Linked DNA regions of Danio rerio: region 2 is linked to region 1. A link is a contact called in public Micro-C data. All regions are on one chromosome and are shown on one strand. The core of a region is the stretch at or near the end of the contact, and the rest is flanking DNA. Distances in the headings are between cores, read along the strand shown. Region 1 overlaps aig1 (androgen-induced 1 (H. sapiens)). Region 2 overlaps aig1 (androgen-induced 1 (H. sapiens)).

What was found. Hi-C and Micro-C count contacts between places; a contact is called where the count stands out from the background.
Region 2: a Micro-C map of caudal fin shows a contact between it and region 1, with 4 times the contacts expected there. The contact joins two enhancer-like sites. A contact is called at or near these places in 1 of 18 Hi-C or Micro-C datasets (caudal fin) and 1 of 4 datasets of contacts at active chromatin or transcription factors (caudal fin).

The regions. Positions count from the first base shown.
Region 1 is chr20:40,998,594-41,004,719 of GRCz12tu, reverse strand. The region is part of intron 6 of aig1 (androgen-induced 1 (H. sapiens)); the gene reads right to left. Among named protein-coding and RNA genes, the nearest start is that of adat2, 39 kb to the left of the region's middle. Within about 2 kb of position 2,884, at least 19 of the 62 cell types and tissues checked have an H3K27ac peak or open chromatin away from gene starts, as enhancers often do. A contact at or near this core is called in caudal fin, where this site is marked.
Region 2 is chr20:40,852,136-40,858,261 of GRCz12tu, reverse strand. The region is part of intron 2 of aig1 (androgen-induced 1 (H. sapiens)); the gene reads right to left. It also overlaps a transcript of hivep2a not described here. Among named protein-coding and RNA genes, the nearest start is that of hivep2a, 57 kb to the right of the region's middle. Within about 2 kb of position 2,566, at least 5 of the 62 cell types and tissues checked have an H3K27ac peak or open chromatin away from gene starts, as enhancers often do. A contact at or near this core is called in caudal fin, where this site is marked.

The DNA of each region.
Region 1 (6,126 bases), core at 1,635-4,134:
GTACTTTTGAGAAAAATGTAATTGTGTCATTGTTTGCTCATCCTCATGTCTTTCAGCGAATTTAGTTTATATTTGAAGCACCAATTAATCTTTGACCATGTTTTCTGTTTTTATCTGAAAGCAGGAACGCACCGACATTCAGATAATACTGATAACTCTTTAGATAACTCTTTACAAGCTGTTGAAGTCAGAATTATTAGCCCCCCCCTGTATATTTTCCTCTCAATTTCTGTTTAATGGAAATATATTTTAACACATTTCTAAACATAATAGTTTTAATAAATCATTTCTAATAACCGATTTCTTTTATCTTTGTACTACAACTGTCATTTTCTGCAAAACTTTTTAATGACAATACTTTTATTTAAAATGTGGAAGAAATGATATCAGACCTTTAAAGAATAAAACAATTATTAACATTTTACTCAAATACTTGCCTATATCCAGTACATCTAGAGCAGTGGTTCTCAAACTGTGGTACGTGTACCACTAGTGGTACGCGGACTTTCTTCTAGTGGTACACGGAGGAATGAAATATGTCATGTACATGCTACATACATTTCAAAATGGATTAAAAATTATGTATATAATATGCCATATATGATATATAGCCTAAATTTCTGAGGTAATCTGCCAAGTTTTTTAACTGTGCAGAGTTGTAGCTGCTTTACTGGGCCAACTATGCTACTGTATTTCAATACTGCTCATTTTGGTGGTACTTGGAGAGACAATTTTTTCTAAGGTGGTACTTGATGAAAAACGTTTGAGAACCACTGATCTAGAGAACCTCAACATTTTCATCTCATTAACAAAGACAAATAAATATAGATTTTAGCAGTCTCTTTTTTGTATCACTTTTTGTGTGTATTACAGATTTTGTAAACTTGGTCTCACATTATTTTGGTTGCTTTTGTTGACATTGTTGCATTGCATCTACATGACAACTAATTCTCATTAGATTATCAGTAGACTGTAAGGTTAGAGTTAGGGTTAGTGTAAGTTGACATGTGTCTGTTAAGGGAATAGTGTCAACATTAAGCAGACAAATGGACCATCAAAATAAAATGTTACCATAAACTTTTTATGTAGAGATGCTCCAATTAGGATTTTTGCCGCTGATACCGAGTACTGATTCCTTGTCATGGTAATTGACCGATACCAACTACCTATTCTGATACTTCAAGCTTTATATAACTTTACTATTGCATAAAGCACATTTCCCTCTTAGTAAGATACTTAAGTGAGATCTCTCCTAACCTAATATAATAAAACGAAGGATGCAGCATATAATCCTATACATTATTAATACTGCATATAATCTTAAACATGTCTTATATAACTATTTAGTGTGGTCAGAAGCAGCTATACAGAAAACAATAGATAAAACAGATAAAAAATGGGTAAGAAATTATTAACATTGCAATTTAGAAACATTGCAAATGATGAAAGAGGAATTCAACATGTCTCAATGAAAAAAAAGTTTGATAAGAAGATAAAATGCAAACCTTTAAATTTTAAATTTAAACCTTAAAACCTTTAAATCTTTACCTAAAAAAGAGGCCTAAAAACTAGTTTATTGTGATTGATAAATTATAAAAAGTTATATTATTGAATATTCAAGCTGCTGTGTAGCGTGCAGCAATTGCTTATGCCCCCATGCATCATTTAGCTCCTCACATGTTGTAGTGAAAGTGTTCCATGCAGAACTGTTGCAAACAATTTATTTGTGTTGAATTTAAACAAACAAATTAAATTGAATAATGTTCAACTTAATTTGTTTGTTTAACTTCAACACAATTAAATCGTTTACAACCACTTAACGTAAAAAAAAAGAGTAAATCCAAGGAATCATCTTTGAATATTTTTTTTCAGTAAGCCAGGTGCGCTCATGCATCTACTTGTAAACTTATAAACATACACTTGCGATTGGTTCATAAGATCAGCCAGATTGCAGATTGAGTCATTAAATGTGATTATCGGCCGATATACTAATCTCCTGCCAATCGATTGGAGCATACTATAATGTAGGATGTAGGTCCACTTTGTTTTACGCATATATTAAGATATATGATCACGTAATCAATTAATTAATCAGAATAAACAGCAAAAGTAAGTCTAAGGCACTTGAAAAATGTGGAAAAATATTAAAAAAGCCTTTATTCACATGGCTATTCCTTAAAACTGTGCCTACGCATTTTAGCAAACACTTGCATTTACTTAGTTACCATGATGAAGGCAAGTATTTGCAGAAACGAGCAGGCTTTTTGATATTTTTCCCCTTTTTTTTCAATGCGTTGGTTTTACTTTTGCTGAGAACTGTATCTAAAACCATTTTAGTATGCATTTCAAAGGCTAACCAAAGATATAGGTGTTGTTATTTCACATTAAAGGCAACAAAAATAACCAATTAATCGCCATTAAAATGAAATTACTGAACCTAGACACAAGAGTCTGAGAAAAGGTTTTATTTTAGATTAAAAGTTTAAATGGCACTCTTCAAATGGTGAATATATCTATCATTGTTTGTTATTGTTTGACTTTTCTTTGCATGTTTACTTCCACTTTTGGTCACCAGATGGCGACCTTCTAACATTTCAGACAGCCAGCGGTCTTGTTCCCTTGCTGATCTTGCCTCATTTGACCCCACGTCTGTGGTAGAAACGGCATCTGAAGAAAGAGTTACGATCCTTACCGAAATGACATGACATGTTAATATTCCGATGCGCTTTTAACATGCCACCACAACTCTAACTGGACCCCCTTCTGCAGCAGACGATCATATTTCCACGCTAAATGAAAAGCAGACCACGTTTACTGGGCTTTCCCTAGATATGAATCCGCCAGCCCGCTTAAAATCTGGGATGCTGGTTCTTTCACATGTTGACGTCTCTACAGATCAGCAGGTCTTAGCTTGCTTTTGACAAGTGCAAGATGTACAGTCGGTGAGAAAGCAGCTTGTGTGTGTGTGTGTGTGTGTGTGTGTGTGTGTGTGTGTGTGTGTGTGTGTGTGTGTGTGTGTGTGTGTGTGTGTGTGTGTGTTTGTCATCCTGTGACTGAACCCATGATGTGCTGCTTACCAGTTATTATGAGTCACTTTACTGCTAACCAAACAGATAGTGTAACATCTGAGAAACGCAGTCTCTGTCAGTCAGAAGGCATATGAAGGATGAGCAACTCTGATTCACCATCATAACAAAGTTTTATGGTGTATTCACTTGTATTGTTCAGGTGTGTTGGGTATATTAATTGGAAAGTATTTCTTTTAATTTTGCATAGACTGAAGGGTATTTATAAACTTTTTTAAATTAACACTTTATTTTAAGTCACAATTCTCCAATTTACTGTACTAACAAATCATTAAGGCGACGCAGTGGCAAAGTAGGTAGTGCTGTCGCCTCACAGCAAGAAGGTCGCTGGGTTGCTGGTTCGAGCCTTGGCTCAGTTGGCATTTCTATGTGGAGTTTGCATGGTTTCCTTGCGTTCGCGGGGGTTTCCTCCTGGTGCTGCGATTTCCCCCACAGTCCAAAGACATGTGGTACAGGTGAATTGGGTAGGCCAAATTGTCCGTAGTGTATGAGTGTGGATGTTTCCCAGAGATGGGTTGCAGCTGGAAGGGCATCCGCTGCGTAGAAAAAAAACGTGCTGGATAAGTTGGCGGTTCATTCTGCTGTGGCGACCCTGGATTAATGAAGGGACTAAGCCAAAAAGAAAATGAATGAATGAATGAACAAATCATTAACTTAACCTTACTAGCTTAATCAACTAGTTAGCTGCTTATTAATAGTAATGGAGAAGCTAGATTTAGGTTTTGGGTAGGATTCGGGACGTAGAATAAAATCATACTTTATAACTAGTTGAGTGCAGGGCACAAAGTAATGTGGGGTAAATTGTAATAGTTTTAAGGTATTTGCTCAGGGTTGAGATTTTCATCACAGTGTTGACAGATGTCTTCTTGTCATTTATTGAAAATGTTTGGCAAAATTTGGATGAGAAACACAGAAAAAAACATTTTTGCAGCACACACTGCCTGGTAAAAGTCCTGTTGCCTATCGAAGTTTTAGGAATAGCAAATAACTGGACTTCTAGTTGATTTTTTGGTATCAGAAGTGGCTAATATGAAAGGCAAAGGCCTCTAGATTGTGCTTATTTTACCAAAATAAAATATATTTATGCCTATATTTATAATTATTTCATTAAGTAAGGTCTGACTTTTCTTAAAAGTCTTGTAACTTATTAGGAATAATGTGCATTATAGATTATAAAGTCATGGTGCGGTGGAAAACAAATTAATATTGTCTTTGACTCCCATGAGCTTGGACGACTGCATCCATACATCTCTGCAATGACTTAAACAACTTATTAATAAAGTCATATGGAATGGCAAACAAAGCATTCTTGCAGGACTCTTAGAGTTCATCAAGATTTTTCAGATTCATCTTAATCTTAACATGCTTAATAGTGTTCATATCTGGTGACTGGGCTGGCCAATCTTGGAGCACCTAGACCTTTTTTGCTTTCAGGAACTTTGGTTTGGAGGCTGAAGTATGAGTGGGAGTGCAATCTTGCTGAAGAATTTACCCTCCTGTGGTTTGTAATGTAATGGGCAGCACAAATGTCTTAGTTGGCCTAATGCATGAAGCTTTTGATGTTGCCATCCACACTTCAGATCTCTCGCACGGCCCCATACTGAATGTAACTCAGCCCGAATCATGATTTTTCCTTCATCAAGCTTGACTGATTTCTGTGAGAATCTTGAGTCCATGCGGGTTCCAGTAGGTCTTCTGCAGTATTTGTAATGATTGGGATGCAAGTTATTATTTGTTGCTCTTACAACTGGGATCAACAACAAGACTTTTATCAGGCAGTGTACTAAGTATTTTTATTATAGTCGATATTCATTCATTCATTTTCTTGTCGGCTTAGTCCCTTTATTAATCCGGGGTCGCCACAGCGGAATGAATGTTTTAACGCAGCGAATGCCCTTCCAGCCGCAACCCATCTCTGGGAAACATCCCCACACACATTCACACACACACTCATACACTGGACAATTTTAGCCTACCCAATTCACCTGTACCGCATGTCTTTGGAATGTGGGGGAAACCGGAGCACCCGGAGGAAACCCACGCGAAGGCAGGGAGAACATGCAAACTCCACACAGAAACGCCAACTGAGCCGAGGTTTGAACCAGCGACCTTCTTGCTGTGAGGCGACAGCACTACCTACTGACTGCGCCACTGCCTCACCCTAGTCGATATTTTGTTAATTTAAAACAAATCTGTGCAAGTATGTAAATAAAATCTTATAATGTTGTGAGTACTGTCTTTTAGGCTAGAAGATGGAACCATTTTGAAACAAAAAACACACTTATATATATATATATATATATATATATATATATATATATATATATATATATATATATATATATATATATTGTAATAGAAATATTTTTATAGAAAAAAAATTATACTGTATTGTGAATAATCTAACAAAATGTATTGTATTATAATGGATAGTAATGCAAATAAATCCAAATGTGTTTATCCAATAGATAAATAAATGAATATACTGTGGTATGTAGAACAAAAATGTGTTAAGTACTGAGGAAATTTGTTTAAACTGAATTTAAATGAAGTGTGTGAAATCTGAATTTTTAAGCATGTGATACAACTAACCCTCTGTCTGTTACAACTTGCCCCGCAGGTGGGGTAAATAGTAAAATTTTTTCTCATGGCATTTTTGGTAATACTACACAGAAACCATAGGTCTGGCAAACAATATAAGTGCTCATTTGTAGGGGAGACTCGTGTGTTGTTGGTAAAAAAATATATAGTTTGTCTAACCCCATTACTTTGTTCACTATTTGGTCAAAACTAAAACTAAAAAGCCCTGCTCCCCCCTTCTAATGAACAGTTAATTTCTTAATAATAGGCAGGTAATAAGCCAGTGGTTAATAGCATGATTTGTGACTCAAACTAAAGTGTTACCAGTTTTTGTTTTTGTCCTAGTGTAAAGAAAACATTCAATAATTTGTGTCTGTTGGATTTTAAGGCTGTTTTCCTAACTCTTGCGTGACACATATTTTGGGGAAACGTTTTGGAATTTTTAAAAAAGCTGAACAAT
Region 2 (6,126 bases), core at 1,317-3,816, 150 kb after region 1:
AAACAGGCCCTGGAGAAGTGTTTTCAGGATGTACCCTGCTGATTCGGTAGCTTTTTTTAGAGTTATATACAATTGCACGCTCTCTTGACAATCACCACTCTGGAGGATTGATGGTTCCTGGAGGCACAAACTTCTGTTGTCACCAAAGCATGGAAACAAAACATCCCTCATTTTCGTTCTAAACAGATGCTTTTTCATTAGAGCTTGACAAATAGACTTAAAGACAAGCAGTCGCGTGATGCAAGCATGTTGTAACAGAGAAACTTCTAAATATTCAGTATTAATAAGAAAACACTTTGGTACAGACACAAGAAGTTGTCTTTCTTAGACTGTTGTCTGTGTCTATGGGAAATCAATACTTCCTGCAATACTTAATTAAATTGGTGTACTGGGGAAATTAAAGTTTCTAGTCATTATTGGGTCTGTAACATAATAATACTAATACAAATGCTAATGCTACTATTGCAACTACAAAAAAGAAATACAATTAAATTATAATAAAACTAAAACAATACATATAATAACAATTATAACAACAACAACAACAATAATAACAATGCAAAAAAATAAAAATTTATAGTTTTTGTTAAACAAAATAATAAACAATTACAGTCTGTTATTATTAATTCAAATTATTTTGCTGTAAAGTGTATGCAGAATTTTTAAAAATGTGTTTTATTGTTATTAGTATGTATATATATATATATATATATATATATATATATATATATATATATATATATATACAATTACTTTTTGTAATTGTAGTAGAACATACATAACAATAACAATGTATAATAATAAAGAAATGTTAGTTTATATGTATCCTTATTATGTATTGTATTGATTCAGTTTTGTGAATAATAAAAATAATAATAATTAAAATAATAACTATTCGTTTATTTATTTGTTTTCTTTTTATGTAATGTATTAATACAGTTTTATCCATATTAATAATCATTATTATTATAATTATTAGTTCATTTTTTGTTCTCTTATTGTGTAATGTATTGACTTAGTTTTATCCATAATAATAATAATGCAAAAAAATATAAAATAAAAAAATCTATATTTTAAGAATATCTTTAAAAAAAAAAAGTTTTTAAGTAAAATAAAAAAATTACAGTCTTCAATAATCAATATTAATTTGCTGTTAAGTATATGCAGAATTTAAAAAAATATTTTAGTGTATATATATATATATATATATATATATATATATATATATATATATATATATATATATATATATTACTATTTGTAATAGTAGAACATACATAACAATAACAATGTAAAATAATAAATAAATATTAATTAACTTATTTCTATTCTTATTATGTAAGTTTTGCTGTTAAGTATATGCAGAATTAAAAAAAATATTTTTAGTGTGTGTATATATATATGTATATATATATATATATATATATATATATATATATATATATATATATATATATATATATATATATATATATATATTACTATTTGTAATAGTAGTAGAACATACATAACAATAACAATGTAAAATAATAAATAAATATTACTTTATTTATTTCTATTCTTGTTATGTAATTTATTGATTCAGTTTCATGAATAATAATTATAATAATATTATTTATAAATATTAGTTTTTTTTATTTGTTTTCTTATTGTGTAATGTAATGATTTCGATTTATCCATAATAATAAAAATAATAGTAATAATAATAATAATAATAATAATAATAATAATTATTATTATTATTATTTAATATTATTATTATTATAGGGTGTCGCGGTGGCGCAGTGATTAGCACGATCACCTAACTGCAGTTTTGATTCAGTTTTATCCATATTATTATTATTATTAATATAATAATAAATAATATTAATATTAGTATATGTATCAATTTTCTTATGTAATGTAATAATAATAAAAATAATAATTATAATAAATATTAGTTTATTTATTTGTTTTCTTATTATGCAATGTATTGATTCAATTTAATGCATAACAACAACAACAACAACAACAACAACAATAATAATATATTTAATAAAGACAATTAATACATCATATCACATTTATGGTTGTTGGTAATTGTTGCTATTAATACTTTACTATCATTGTTGTTTTAAAATGTACATATTATAAACATTACTCTTATTACTATTCCTGCATAGTAATACTATTTGTACACAATTATGTGTGCGTGGATAGAAAGATAGACAAGTTTTACATTAAAATACATATTTGCATATTATAGTTTGCTATATTAGTATATCAGTAAGGAAACACAAACACTTAAGATATACAGATCGAAATGCTCCTGGGAAACGTAGTGATTGATTTTGCTCACAAGTATAATCCTCCACTTAACACCCAAATCCATCTGATCTTAGAATTAACACATGCTAAATATGCAAGAAAGAGTGGTTGACATATCTTGCTTCAGCCACTCATTTTATAAGGCGTCTAACTTTACTGCATTCTCTGTGGTTGCTGATGGAGTACAATTCTCTTATGAATAATACCATGACTAATCAGTTGTCAGTTGTAAATATGTCAGTGTCAAAAACTTCAAAGGTTTAGGACGGTAACAGTAATCGCACCCCAGTGCCATTCAGACCGTGAGGACACTTCACAAGGTAGTTAGAGCAATAGATTTAACATTAACGTCACTGAGGGAAAATGTCCATGAGAAGGGGGAAAATAAATGCTAATCCCAGCAGGAAGGTTGTGAGGTAAGCAGAGTTTACTGTGGTGATGGGAGGATCCTTCATCTCCCTCGAGTCCCTGCTGATTAGAGAAGAGCTCACAGCTTGGCAAGGGTCCAGAGCCTCACCTTCGCCATTAAACTTGTTCATTCAGCACTAATGCCAGCTGAGATCTTGTTCCTGTCCTATTGTCCCCTGGCCACAGAGCTGTCAGACTGCATGCTTACTGAGGATGATGCAAAGAAACAGCCCGACGTCCATTCTGCCCTAGATCTCGTCCTAGACCGCTATCTCCTCTCTGACCATTACCGTGAACATGACAGGCCCGTACCTGTCTGCATGGATGGCAATGCAGTCTTTTTTTGTATTTGCTCTCACACTCAGCACATTGTCTGGTTGAGGGACACCTACAGTACGTGTAGGCAGAATGTAGACCGATGCTGTTTTTTTTTTAGATCAAGGGCAATCACATATTCTGTAGTTAAATATTAACGAAACGTCATCTGCCTAGTTTAGCAAGAATTGCACTATTATGTGTTACTGCATTTAGTAAGAGTTTGTGTATTCTTGTGGCCACAGATATTGGATGAATAATTAATTTGAGCAACAAAACAGTGAAGACTGCTCTGTATTTCTCTACAGTGAACAGATGTCCTCTTTATCACGTACGCCTGTAGTGAAAACCACATGATCTTTCAACAAAACATGCATCTGGAAATGCCTTTCCATTGTTTACTGTATATACAGTAGCATATGTGTTCCTGAACATTTCAGTTAAAATCAACTTTAAATGGCAGAACGTTTTAAGAAATGTTATATGGACGCATTTCGTTCACTGCCAATTTAAATATTTTTTAAGATTGTTAAAAGTATATTCACCCAAAATTGCATCCTCTTTAATAATTTACTCACCCTTTACTGATTCAAAACTCGTTTGAGTTTCTTTCTTCTGTTGAACACAAATATTGAATTTCATTGTAATTTTGCTTCCAGCAACTAGCATTCTTCAAAATATATTCTTTTGAGTTCAGGAGAAGCAAAAAAACAAACAAACAAACAAACAAACAAAAAAAACTCTTAAAGGTTTCAAACCACATGAGGGAGAAATAAAGGTGCTATACTTTTCTGACTCATCTAAAGCATAAAAATACCATAATATGTTTGCAGATATTTAAGAAACATTCCAAGTGGACATACTTGTTTATCTAAAAAACAATGCTGACGTCAGATATTCTGCTTTGAAAATGTTTTTTTCTGTACTGGAATGCTGTCTTTGTTTTAGTTCTTTTAACTGGCCCACTGTCACTTTAGCCAATTATATTTCAGCACCCCGGGTTGCCTTGTTGGAAAAACGCATATTTCATTCATTCATTCATCCATTCATTCATTCATTCATTCATTCAGAAAGGCTCTCAAAGCATGCGTCTGTGACTGAAATGCGACCTCCGGTGGACAGTAGCAGACTCCAAAAGGAGATGTAAATTCTGAGTTATACATGAGGTCATTAATTCTCAAATAATAGAAATAACAATGTAAACATTAGGTAAGTAAGTTACATTGTAACCCCGTGTCCCAACAACACGCTACGTGATGGGATTTGCAGTGAATGGCTGTTTGCACCAAACAAAACACGACAGAAATTTAAATACAGTCATACAGAAGTACAGAATATGCACTCACTCAAATGGTAGGGTTTATAATCTAATTTATACATATGATAAACCTCTTTAACATTATTAAATGTACAGGCTGAATCACTCATATGTGTTGGTTTTGAGTCTAAAGTTCAATTTCAAATTGTTTATTTAATTTTCAAGATCTGGGGGTAAACCATCCGTCGCTGCTTTCAGTAGTATGACAATAAATGTCAGGTAAAATGGCATTCAAACTCTCATTATTAGCATTTAACACTGAATAAAGCACATGAGGTGTACCTGAGGCGATCATTGTCAGTTTTCTGTTGTTCAGCTGCAAGAAATAGAAGCCATTTCTAATATTTTGATTTGAGGTGTTGGTTAAGACAAAAACTCCTTTTAACATGGACAATATTCCTTCTATCGGGTGCCATTGCTTTTATTTAGAAAACGATTTAAATCAGCTTTGTTGGTCCTCATTCTGGCAATCTGCATTTGTGTTTGTTTTGATCCAGGTATGCAATACCTAGTTCAACCACTGGGTGGCAAACTTACATACTGCACCTTTAATAATAAGGTCATTTTCATTTTTGCATGAATTATCCCATTTAATTGACCAACAGTGGCACTGAATAATACAAAGCAAATCAGAGTCTATCAAAAACAATTCAACACATTTTATTATCGTTAACTAAACCAGCAGAGATGTTTACAGAAGGACTTGTTCAGACAGTGAGTGAGAACCCCCAGGGAATTGTTTTTAGTGCTTTTTAGTGTTTTTTTTTTTTTACTTCCCTGTATTTCTGAGTGGGCAATGTCACAAGGGATCCTGGCTCCCGGTAGGCCCGATTGTCGTTTAGTCACAGAGATGCTCTCTAGAGGTCAGACCTGGTCAAATATATTTAGCTGCGTAAATTGGATTCTGTGGTAAGGGCAAAAGTCTGCTGGATAGCTGGGCATGTTTAGCTCGCAGATGTGATTAACTGATTCATCTTTGGGATAACCGGGATGGTCGTTATCATGGTGACTCCTGACAGCTTGATGTCATCTTGCAGGTTGAGTAAAAGCCCGCTGGAACAGCGCCACAGCTGTGGGCCAATGTGGTCATAACTCTTTAGCTGACAGCTCATTCAGGTGACCCTCAAAAGGGCTGCATTGCTGTCACTTATGACACAGTGTGGCGGAGGTAAATATATTAGCATAAGTTTGAATTAATGTTCCCTGCGGTGAAAGGGGTGGCCGCTCTGCAGCCGGTTCCTCTGCAAAATCTTCAGGATTGTCACACTGCACACCTGTGCAATGTCACCATTTGTTCTGTTCTTGTCTGATAACCCTTTGCTTAATGCATGCGCGCTAGCACAGATGCACAAGTACATGCCGCGATCTAAACGATAATCATATCAGTGTCTGGGCCTGGCCGAGAGTGATCGGTGAAAGCACATCTATAAAGGGATTTTGTAAGAAATAGCCTGGTGAGCTATTTATAGCCCTGCGGGAGGTGGCAGAGGGAGGGGTGAGTGGTGATACCATGAAGTTATACACCACGCTCTATGGACAATTCCCGGGTCAAAGACACAGAGGCCAGACTGTAATTTAAATGCTGCCTGATAAGACGTAAGTGTTGCTGCATGCAAACACAAACGAGTGTGCAAACGGGGGGTCTGTGATTTGTCTGAAGTACTTTGTTCCATCTATTTGTGTTCACGTCCAGCTTTTTTTGCAACTTATAAAGCACAAAAACAGCCCAGAAGAGCAGGCACTGCAAAAGTACCTCTCAGCGTAGTCTGTTGTATAAT